4 separate regions of the Mus musculus genome follow, and all the other regions are linked to region 1. Evidence: chromatin contacts called from public HiChIP or PLAC-seq data. All regions are on one chromosome and are shown on one strand. Each heading gives the region's core, a stretch centred on a gene start, on an enhancer-like site or on the middle of the called end of the contact. The rest is flanking DNA. Distances are from core to core; before and after follow the strand shown.

Evidence for each region. HiChIP or PLAC-seq counts read pairs in DNA pulled down with a chosen protein or histone mark.
Region 2: an H3K4me3 HiChIP or PLAC-seq map of embryonic basal ganglia shows a contact between it and region 1, with 5 times the contacts expected there. The contact joins the promoter of Ogfod1 here to the enhancer-like site in region 1. A contact is called at or near these places in 4 of 39 promoter capture datasets (cranial neural crest, embryonic stem cells, hippocampal neurons and 1 more) and 8 of 115 datasets of contacts at active chromatin or transcription factors (the NIH/3T3 cell line, embryonic basal ganglia, embryonic forebrain and 5 more).
Region 3: a contact with region 1 is called in an H3K4me3 HiChIP or PLAC-seq map of neural progenitor cells, with 8 times the contacts expected there. The contact joins the promoter of Amfr here to the enhancer-like site in region 1. A contact is called at or near these places in 7 of 39 promoter capture datasets (the 3T3-L1 cell line, cranial neural crest, embryonic stem cells and 2 more) and 3 of 115 datasets of contacts at active chromatin or transcription factors (embryonic basal ganglia, embryonic forebrain and neural progenitor cells).
Region 4: a contact with region 1 is called in an H3K27ac HiChIP or PLAC-seq map of heart atrium, with 8 read pairs. The contact joins two enhancer-like sites. A contact is called at or near these places in 2 of 484 Hi-C or Micro-C datasets (cortical neurons and cranial neural crest) and 2 of 115 datasets of contacts at active chromatin or transcription factors (cardiomyocytes and heart atrium).

What each region holds. Positions count from the first base shown.
Region 1 is chr8:93,568,482-93,571,119 of GRCm38.p6, forward strand. The region is part of intron 9 of Gm26843 (a long non-coding RNA gene); the gene reads right to left. Among named protein-coding and RNA genes, the nearest start is that of Ces5a, 34 kb to the left of the region's middle. Within about 2 kb of position 1,295, at least 115 of the 459 cell types and tissues checked have an H3K27ac peak or open chromatin away from gene starts, as enhancers often do. A contact at or near this core is called in embryonic basal ganglia, embryonic forebrain, forebrain and 5 more, where this site is marked.
Region 2 is chr8:94,035,903-94,038,540 of GRCm38.p6, forward strand. Ogfod1 (2-oxoglutarate and iron-dependent oxygenase domain containing 1) reads left to right here and starts at 1,296. Exons shown (of 13, transcript NM_177767.4): 1 at 1,296-1,540. The coding sequence starts at 1,387. Nudt21 (nudix (nucleoside diphosphate linked moiety X)-type motif 21) reads right to left here and starts at 1,137. Exons shown (of 7, transcript NM_026623.3): 1 at 875-1,137. The coding sequence starts at 990.
Region 3 is chr8:94,011,342-94,013,979 of GRCm38.p6, forward strand. Amfr (autocrine motility factor receptor) reads right to left here and starts at 1,299. Exons shown (of 14, transcript NM_011787.2): 1 at 878-1,299. The coding sequence starts at 1,120.
Region 4 is chr8:93,870,178-93,872,815 of GRCm38.p6, forward strand. The region is part of intron 2 of Gnao1 (guanine nucleotide binding protein, alpha O); the gene reads left to right. Among named protein-coding and RNA genes, the nearest start is that of 4930488L21Rik, 58 kb to the left of the region's middle. Within about 2 kb of position 1,299, at least 26 of the 459 cell types and tissues checked have an H3K27ac peak or open chromatin away from gene starts, as enhancers often do. A contact at or near this core is called in heart atrium, where this site is marked.

The DNA of each region.
Region 1 (2,638 bases), core at 45-2,544:
ATCGAAGGACTCTATAGGCTGGGAGATTCCTAAGGGTGTGACTTTGGGCTACTGGCATTCACTCTGCCCATAGCATACAGAAGACTAGAAGTTGCAGGGTACAGATACTCCCAGGAACTGATGAGTGGTAGGGTAGGATTGCTTCAGTTTCCTCTCTCACCCCTTAGGCAGCAATTAGAGCCAGGTGCTTCCCTATTCCCAGAGATTCCCTATAGAACACACCTCTGCCCATCCATTGTGGTACCTACCTGATAACCCACCAGTGCTCAGACCCCTCACAAAACACACTTTCCCTTCATCCTACATGGGTTGAGAGAGTTGAACTAAGTCCAGCACAGCCCAGGTTCCTGCCATCTTCTTGCTCTGCCATCTCATCCGTGTCCCTAGCACTGCCTTCCACTTTGTTTCGTCAATGGGTGTCCCAGGCAGAGCTATGCCCTGGGTTACAAGAAACTCTAAGAGAAGCAATTTCCTGAAAGTGCATGAGATAGCAGGGGTACCCTTCTCATTTCTTCAGCTGTCTTTGGTGGGAATTTTGTTACACGGAAGGCTGGAGTCATGCCCAGGTTCAAGTATGTTAATAAGACAGAGGATAAGTGGTTACAGAAAGCTTACCTTCTCTGCTTTGACATTTATTGATATCTACCTATTTTCTGTGTTGCAGTACACACTTAAATCAAAGTACTATTTTCTGAATTCTCAAAGAACGATAAGAACAAGTCTGTCTTTCACAAAAGAGACTGTGTCTCTGAGGCGTCCCTGAACTCACTCACAAGCCATAAGAGGCAGAGGGAAGATCCAATGCCAAGTCCTAGTGACAGATACCTGTACTGTGATTGTTTTGCCTTCCTTTATATGATTGTGTTCTACATGGTTTGACACCCTAACTTTGGATAGGAGACAACTAGAGTCCAGAGAAAGGCAGACAACTCAGACAGAGAAATATAAACCAAGTTGGGCGAGAGCCCAGGAACCCCAGCCATCTGCCTCCTGCTTCATTCCAGGGTTCCTGCTCTAGACTGACCGTTTGCCAATAGCCCATGTCCAGCTCAGGCCCATCCCTGCTGTGCTGTGGCTGTGCTATATCTGCTCAGTGAGTGCAACAGCACCTGACCTTTCTAAATAAAAGCCCTACCCACCAAAAAGACATCAGTACCCACTGTCTTTGTTGCCTGGACAACAAAAAGACATTGGTTCCCACTGTCCTTGTTGCCTGGGCAGTCCCCTCTGGGCTCAGCTCAGGAACTTTGAACTGAATTGAATTGTACTCTCCCAGGTTAGGAGTGTTTATTCTCTTGGGCCCGACTGTTGTCACATAAGAACTAAACAGTGCAGCAGGACTGAGCCACTAGAGTCCCCAGATCCTCCCCTTGCTGTCGTCAGTGTCAGTTGCTTAGCAACTGCCTTTGGCAGATGGTGGTAGAGAGAGCATGCCAATCTCTCACAGGGCTAAAAATACATTCCAACAACGACTACAACGACGACAACAGGTCTATTTTAAAAGATACAAGGCGCTCCCAACGTCCTCCCTTGTCTGCGAGGAACCGCAGTATACCAGTCCCTCCAGGCTTCTGGTTCCATCTGACAGTGTGGAAGGGGGCGTTCAAGGAAAACAACAACGACAACAAAAAGCAAAATGAAATAAACAAAACTGAAAGGCCAAGCACAAAAGGGGTGCTCAGAACACTGTCATGGGATAGGAGAGATGGGAGGAAGAAAGGAGAGAAGAAATAGCAGAGTGGGAAGAAATATCTAGGAGCCAGCAGCGAGCCTCATTCAGCTCTATTTTTAACCTATTCAAGAGGGTGGGGTTAAGGAAGCAAGATCATAAACCAGAGAAACTTAGCTACGGGGGAGACACAGTTTCACAGCAGAGGAAGCAGAGGTGCTAAGCATGAAGATGAGGAACTGGCTCATAGCCCATGCTCATGGGGTGCAGTCTCTGGAGACAGGAGACCTCCAGCTCCTAACCAGCCTAACTGTTTAACCACCATCAGTGCAGAAGCCAGTCCTTCTGAGCATGTGCATAGCATTTACTTATTAACTGTTCGTCTATACATTTATGCATGGAGCCCTCTTTTATACACTCACTCGCACACTCATATCTGTAGTCACCCATTGATATACTAATTATACACACACACACACACATACACACACACACACACACACATACACATATACTAGTTACTCGCTTACACACTCATGTCCGTGGCCATTCATTTGTACACGTTCATGGTATGTGTATAATGCCTGTGGCCATTCATACATTACATACATGCATGTGATTCTTTATACACTCATATATACATTCATGCTCATAACCATTCTATTCATACATTTGCTTGTATAAGCACTCACGCGTGTGACCACTTATTCATGCAGCAATTATTTATTAAGTCCCTGCTGCCCTATTGTCCCTACCCTGGAGACACGGTAAGGGACAACTACACATGATCCTCCTGTTTCTTGTGGCCTCCCAGGTAAGATAGGCACTGGGCAGTTAAGCACTGGGGTACCTCTTGCTACCTCCTTTAGTGGCATGCCCATATCTGAGTCTACAGTCTCTCCAGCCACAGGCCATTGCTTAATTGAGACTGAAGATAAAAATAGGAGCTTTGGCTACATTTGACCTTCC
Region 2 (2,638 bases), core at 46-2,545, 470 kb after region 1:
TTACTTGAATATGAGAGATTTGTTTATTTATTTGAATATGAAAGGTGAGTCACTAAAATGACTTACACAAACCCCACTCTCAGCAATGTCTTGCACATTTTAAACAAATAACCAGTCTAAACTGGACACTTTTTTCCCATTAGAATCAGCTCCACACTAGGGAATGAGGTACCAAACATTATAAGCTATATCCCAATCTCAATTTCTTGCCACAACAAAATTTTGTTTGAGTGATCCCGAAATGCAATCATCTGCTTAAGACAAAGGTTTGTTGAAAACAAAACAGCCTGCAAACAGGCTGTCGGGACAACATGTAAGGTACCTCCGACCTCTGAAAGTACAACCAGACAACAGAGTGTGTCCTCGCAATTTTAGGTCTACTGGGAGTCTGCAATGATACTGTATGTTGGCACTTTGGTAGACAAGACATACAAATGCAAAAAGGTAGACCAAACAGCGCGAAAATTAATAAAATGTGGCCACTGGATGGAACACTACCCAACATTTAAAGGGGGAAAAAAAAAAACTAGGATGTCAGAGGTTAATCTGGAAAAGTTACTGTAAAAGAAATGTACACCCTACAAAACTGAGAATTGTTCAAATAAACACAAATACATGTGCGATGAAACAACCAGCAACGGATTGAAAGGATACACACATTATGAATTCAAAGCAAACGCAGGTTCTAACCATGGCTGAATGAAGGGAAAGGGGGAAACGAACCTCGCTTTTAAAATAGGAAAACTGCCAAGTCGGGGTCGAGAAACAGGTCTAGGAAAGAAAGCGCGCATCCCGGAAGGGACAACCCGCATCCGGCGTGAGGGAGGAGCGCGCACTGGGAGAGCATCAACGGCCGAGGCCGCGCCGCACTTACAGATTAATGGTGCGCTCCAGGGTGAGGGGCTTGGTCTGCTGGATGTACTTGTTGCCGAACTGGTTGACCCCCCGGGGCCAGCCCGTCTGCGAGCGATTGGGCGGCACCACAGACATGCTGAACAGCTCCGACGCCGGGGACGTGCAGAAAGCGGGGGCCCGGGGAGACGTCCGCGGGGCGGGCAGCGGTTATCTGCGTCCCGCTCAGCAGCCACCACCCGCCATTAACAGTCGAGAGCAAGAGGCGCGGAACACACGCCGGAAGTGAATACGCTCCGGAGGCAGGAAGTTGGGAGGCAGGCCACTGCGACCATTTGACCAATTGCTGGCGGCGTGACGCAATATGTTGATCTCCCATTGGTTATTTTTGTGGAGATCCCGCCTCCCTGTGCTTTACTGCCTTTCCATTGGGTAATGCTGGTGAAATAAGGAAAGAGGGTTTTCGGGAACTGTAGTTTCTGGAGGGAAGTAGCGTCCTGACTTCCTTGGCGTGGGTCTGTGCACCGTGAGAAGATGAACGGGAAGCGGCCGGCGGATCCTGGCCCAGCGCGGCCAATGAAGAAGGGAAAGAAGCAGGTATCGGCAGAGTTTTCGGACGCTGTCACTGAAGAAATCCTGAGGAAGCAGGTGGCTGAGGCCTGGAGCTGCCGGACACCGTTCAGCCATGGTAATGGGGTGCTGTAGGGAGGCGCGGCAGCAAGAGGTGTGGGGAGGATCGCAGCCACCTCCGACCCGGGCGCTGACTGCTGCTCGGTTCATTCCATATTCTGCTTGATTTGGCAAGCCTGGGGAGGAAAATAAATATAAGCTCCGGACACTATGGGGAAGTGGGAGACATGTAGCCTGGGGGTTGAATTCTAGAATCAGAGGTCACTCAGAATCCCTCTGCTGATTGTACGTCATTGGGCAATGCATATAACTTTGCTTAAGGGCCAGTTTCTTCGTTTATAAAACGGAATCGTTAATAGTATTCCCCCTCCGAAAGATGGGATTGACAAACTAATGTTTGTAGACATTCATAAACGTTTCCTTGAGAACCGGTAAATAGCTAGCAAGCGAGGGTCACTCTCCGCTGTTACGTGGACTGTCTAACCCACGCTGGTGTTGAAAGCTGCCAGAGAAGCAAGCACCTGGATTTACCAGTTTTCACGTACCTTGTCGTTGGCCTAAGTGACGCACAAAACCAACATAATCTTGAAAGGAACGATCATTCCAGACATAGCTACAAGTTATTACCTTATACAATGTGACTCTGGCTGGGTGCGTCTTGAATTTTCTCAGACTTGCCGATTGTCTGTTTCATTTGAGTGTTTAAACAGGGGAACCCCTGGGCGCTCAGGACGCAGGCAGAAGATGATTACATAAAATGCAGGCTCCGGCTGCCCAGAGACTTCTCAGTTTCTTTGTCTGTTGCAAAGGCGTAGTGACTATATCATCGATTCCTCAGTTGTAGAGAATATAAATGAAATAATGCTTATAAGGCACCACTGGGTCAAGATTGGTTGTTATTCATAATCTAGTGGAAGTGAAATCAGTTAGAGGTTAAAAACCACCTGTTTTTTTTTTTTTTGTTTTGTTTTGTTTTGTTTTGTTTTTAAACCCAGAAATTTAGGGAAAGAAAGGGTGGTATTAAAGAGAAATAGCCAGCCAGTTTTGCTACTCTTATTATTTGTTTTACTTCGCTCTGGAGAGAATGAGTTAAGAATCTAAAATGTGGGGCTGGAGAGATGGTTCAGTGTTTAAGAGCACTGACTGTTCTTACAGA
Region 3 (2,638 bases), core at 49-2,548, 440 kb after region 1:
TATAGTTCTACAAACTTATAACATTAACCCCTCAGTCATTTACAGCCTTCTCTAGGCGCCGTGTGGGGAGATACGATCCCCACCAAGCCACAGGAAATCCAAGTGACAATTTTTTAAATCCGGGAGCAACTTTTCCTATTTCTGAGGGTTCATAGAAGAGGCACTCAAGTGCAAGGTGAGAGCAAAATTTTCTCAGATCTGCCCAGCCTAAAATGATGTAACAAACGAAGCCAGTACTTGTGGCATGTGGACATTGCTTATCTCGCACCGGCAGACAAACTAGAACCCTTGTTTCAAAATGGATCGCTAAACGGAGGAATCGCGTTCAAAGGAGGGGCTGCCACACCGACCCGAAAGTGTTTTGCTGCTTTCTGTCAAAAAGGGAACAGTCACAAACCATCGCGGGGGGTGGTTGGGGGTGAGATAAAAGGACGTAGCTGGTCTGTTTGCTTCGTTAAATAGCGCCCATCGGGACTAACGCATTGACAAATAGCACCATTTCGAAGTTGTCTGGCGAAGAGTAAAATGTCCCCCTAACTTCGGCCTTCTCTTCGTCGGCGAGCCGCCCCCAACAACGCCGAGCTAAACCGGACGTGTCGCGGCTTCTCACAGCCTCGGGTCGCCGCACCCCGCCGCCCTGGAGCCCGCGGGTCCGACCGCCCTTGCCTCGACTGTTCTCCCCGGCATCCCGACACCTTCTCTCCGCGGCCCGCCACGCTCGCAGCGCCGCTGGGCCTCGAGCCCCACGCGAGGGCCGCGGTCCCCGGGCCGAGGAGGCCGGGGTCAGGGCCCGGCCACGCCCCCCTGCGGATAATGGGTGACATGGCGGCTCCCGCCCGGCCGCCCGCCCCCGCGCCCGGCCCGCAGCCTCGCTCACCCACACGAACAGGCTGTCCGACAGCAGGTACTGGGCCACGTCGCGGGCCCGGGGGCCGCCGGCGGTCAGGCGCGCCTCGGGCTGCAGTGGGGCCGTTAGCGGCTCCGGCTCACCCGAGCCGTCCTCCGGCTGACTGAGGGCGCGGTAGGCGCTGACGATGGTGCCCAGCAAGGCCAGGCCGCTGAGGCCCGTGTAGGTGCGGAGGCTGGGCCACGGGAAGCGCTCGAGGAAGAGCAGCGGCATGGCGGCAGCGACGGGCTCCGGCCCCCGAGGCTTCCCGCGCTGCGGCCAGGCGCCTGCGGCGGCCTTGCGAAAGGCGCCCACGGGCTCTGGCGTCGCTGCCGCTGCCGCTGCCGCCGCCGCTGCGCCGGGCCGAGCCGGGCCGCTCCTAGCTGCTCGCGCCGCTCCGCCCCGCGCCGCTCCCGCTGCTGCCCCTGCCGGCGCGGAAGAGCCTCGGCGGACTCGGGGCGGGCCGCCGCCCCTAGCGGGACGCGGGCGGGACGGGCGCGGGGGCGCGGCCTTCGTCCCCCGCCCACAGCCGGCGCTCTGCAACCCCGAGAGCACAGGACCCGGCCTGGGGCCCCGCGTCCCGGCCCCCTGCAGCATCCTTGGCGACCCTGGGCCCACTGAAGCCACGAGCGCACCCGAGCCGGGCTCTGGGGTGAGCCTGGCCCGTAGGCAATGACGGCAGGCCTGTGTGCGTGGTCAGGCGGCAGGGTGAGGGTGCGGGACCCCTGCCCCTGGCCACTTGTCGCTTGTTCCTCCCCGCCAAAGCTGGTAAACCCGCCATCCCACCACCCTGTAGACTAGAGGCTTCCTTGGTGTCCTAAAGAAGCGACATGATGCTTAGGAAATAAGAGAAGCCTTGAGATAGAATATTTTTAAAACGGAGGAACCAATTTAACCAGAAATAAAAATCTGTTCCCTCTTAGCTACAAGTAAGAATGTCAAATGCTGCTTAGTTTCTTGGAAAATACCTGTTCCTAAAAGGTAAACCAAAGGGTGACCTTCGTCCTGGCAGTTACACTGCTTGTTAAGTAAACATCCAAGAGAAATGAAAACAGACACCCACACAAAGTCCCTACATTGAGGCTGACAGTAGCACTACTCCTAAAAACCAGAGAGGCAAACCTCGAATTATAGCGTTTGAAAATAAAGTACAGATAATGCTACAATATCAGAGAATGTTGACGATGTCTGAATCAAGCCACACACAGATATCTAAATTCTGTGTGACCACGCTGATAAGACAAATGCATGCAATGTAGAGTAGAAGGGGAGTTTGAAAGAACTGGAGGTGACAGCTAAAGAAGTGACAGGTTGGGGTACTAGTTTCCTGAAGTGAGAATTTCTAAAGTTGCTGTTATACAACTATGAATACACTCAAAGTCACTGAATTGTACACTATAAACAGCAGGTTATATCTATGTGAATTACATAAGATAACATAGGGTACAGTTTTTAATTATTATATCCCCGAGCCATGTGTTAGTGCCTATCCCAGAATGTAGCTCTGTAAACAGCTTTGAATTTTCCAAATTTTCTAATGTGGAGAAATTGTCTTTGTAGTATTTTTTCATGCCAAATATTTCTATAGATCTTTTAAATCTGAAAATTAACCACTGTTATAATTCTTAAAAACATCTCATCATGAGTCTTTGTACAATATAGTTCCCTTTGGTTCGTTCCCAGTCATTTGCAACATGGCTTGTGAGATGAACCATTTGCTACAAACTGGAGTTTGATTCTCATAACTCCCCC
Region 4 (2,638 bases), core at 49-2,548, 300 kb after region 1:
TGCAACATTTGGTGCCATTTTCCTACTTTTCTTGTTAGTTTTAAGATCATAATAAGTAACAATAGTGACGACCATTACTGTTCACAACATAGTTGTTGAATGTTGCTAGCTTTTATTCTGGATAAGTAGATAGTTTCCATGTCTGGCTTTTACTTAGAAATGGTCAGAATTTTTCTTTTTAAAAATGTAACATGCATTATTAACTGTGCATATTAGTGGGACCTCATGGAGTGCCTTTATTCATTCCTGGAGTGCCTTCATTCATTCCTGGAGTGTGCACCAGCATTAAATCCAGTCCTTCTTTACCTGCCTCAATACCATTGCCAAGAAGTACTAGCTTTGCTCCATTGCTGTGACCCTGAACTCCGTGCCCTGCACCCTGCACCCCATGGTGATTGTCATGGATGATATTGATAAACACGCTATGATCCCAGAGTGACAGTCAATCGCAACATTATTTTTTTCCCTTTGATTTTTGACTAGATTCAGTTTAATTGTTTATTATTTTGGTTTTGCCTGCATTCATGTATGTGTACCATGTGTGTTAAGGACCCACAGGGGCCAAAAGAAGGCTTTGGATCCCCTGGGACTGGAGTTACAGGCAATAGTGAGCCACCACATGAGTGCCAGGAGTCAAACTTGCATCCTTTGTAAGAACAACAAATACTCATAGCTGCTGACCCAGCTCTCCAGCCTCTACATCTTATTTGTTTGTTTGTTTGTTTTGTTTTGTTTTGTTTTGATTTTACTTTTGTGACTTTTTAGAGAAGGTCTGTCTCTCTGTGTGCAAAGTAAGAGATAAAATAACCTTAAAGTTGGCAGTTCAGGTTGGCAGTTCAGGAAACGTAAGACACTATTGTTTAAATCAAAAGACCATTGTAATCAATAAAACAATTTACAGGGGGCTGGAGTTAAAGTAACTACTCAACAATGAATCATTTACCCCTCTCACAAGAAAATTCTCAAAATTATGGTAAGTATCTTAGTTTTATTAAGCTAGCCTTGAGCTCACAGCAATCCTCGTATCTCAGCTTCCCAAGTGTTAGGATCACAAACATGAACTTTCCTGCCTAGCTTATTTTGATAGTTTTGAAAAATCTAAGTTTTGAAATAATATTATTGTACACACACACACACACACACACACACACACACACACACACACACACACACACACACACACATCTATTTATTTTCTGGTCACTCTGGCCGCTCTTTCTTGGTGACATGTCTGTTCAGACATTCCTCGAGCTGAGTCAGTTTTGGAGGTTATGTTTGGCAACAGGATCATCAGATTCTCAGGTCTGCGGCCACAGAGGGTTGGACACACTGTTCTGCCATGACGTTATCTCTTCCACAGCTGTGGTTGAGTTTCTGCTCTTGTTCCTGGCCTTGTTCTGCTTGCTGTCTTTCTCCTAACCACCCATAATAAACCTTGTTTTGCTTGGTTTAAGGTCTTTTGCATTTATGAACGCCCTCCACTCCTTTGCTGTTTTGAATCTTGCTTTGCTTTTGACAGCGTTTGTCTGTGATCTTGTGTTCTTCCTTGCTTCTTGTGTGTATTGCCTCTGGGAAAAACTTTGCTGTCCACCTGGGGAAGTGGTTTATGATGCTTATATAGTTTTCCATATCTTTCCTGGTTTCCTTTTTGATTCTAGGTTTCTCCAGAGTGTGTTTCTTATTTTTGAACTAAATATTTTTCTTTTCATTTTTTTCCCATGATGTTGGAGATCTAACCAACATTCAGAGCAGAACTGGGCCTTCCACCGTGTGCCCTTTCTGTATACAGTCTCTGTGTATGGCTGCTCTCTCAGAGCCGAGTCAATGCCCATGTAGAGTTAGGAAAGAGGAGTGGCGAGCAGACATCCTTACTCATCTGCATCCTGACCCACTCATTTCTCCCATGTTGGGATATCTGTTATGGTGAATTTGTTGTTTGCATCTAAATATTTTCCATAAATGGAATGTCTGGGAATATAAGAGAGCTGATGTTTGGAACAGTTAGTGTAAGCCATGACTGAACCTTGTTCCTATATTATTAAATTGTTTTAGTGCACTATTGCTGTGAAGAGACACCATGATTATAGCAAACCTTAAGAAGGAGAGCATCTAACTGGGGCTGGCTTACAGTGTCAGAGGTTGACTTCATTATTGTCATGGCAGGAAGCATGGCAGTACACAGGTAGACATGATGCTGAAGAAGTAGTTGAAAGTTCCACATCTGAAGGCAGCAGGAAGAGAGGGACACTGGGCCTGGCTTGAGCATTTGAAACCCTAAAGTCCATCCCCAGTGACACACTTCCTTCAACAAGGCCACACCTCCTAATCCCTGTCAGTTAGCACCACTCCCTAATGACCAAGCATTCAAATCTGTGAGCCTGTGAGAGCTATCCTTATTCAAATCACCACATAAATTAAGCTAGGCATAAGGGCTCATGACTGTAATATCTAAAAGAATTGATCATGATCTTATGCCCTAAAAATGCTGGCCAAACGCTATGGGCAGCTTTGGTTCCTTCTGAAATAGTCCGCATGGCTTTCTACTCTTCTGGCTGGTCATGTTTCAGAAAAGAATTCCAGTACAGGCCTGATTTTTTTTTTTAAGGTAGGTGCTTCTCTGCCTCTGACTGCCTCCCTG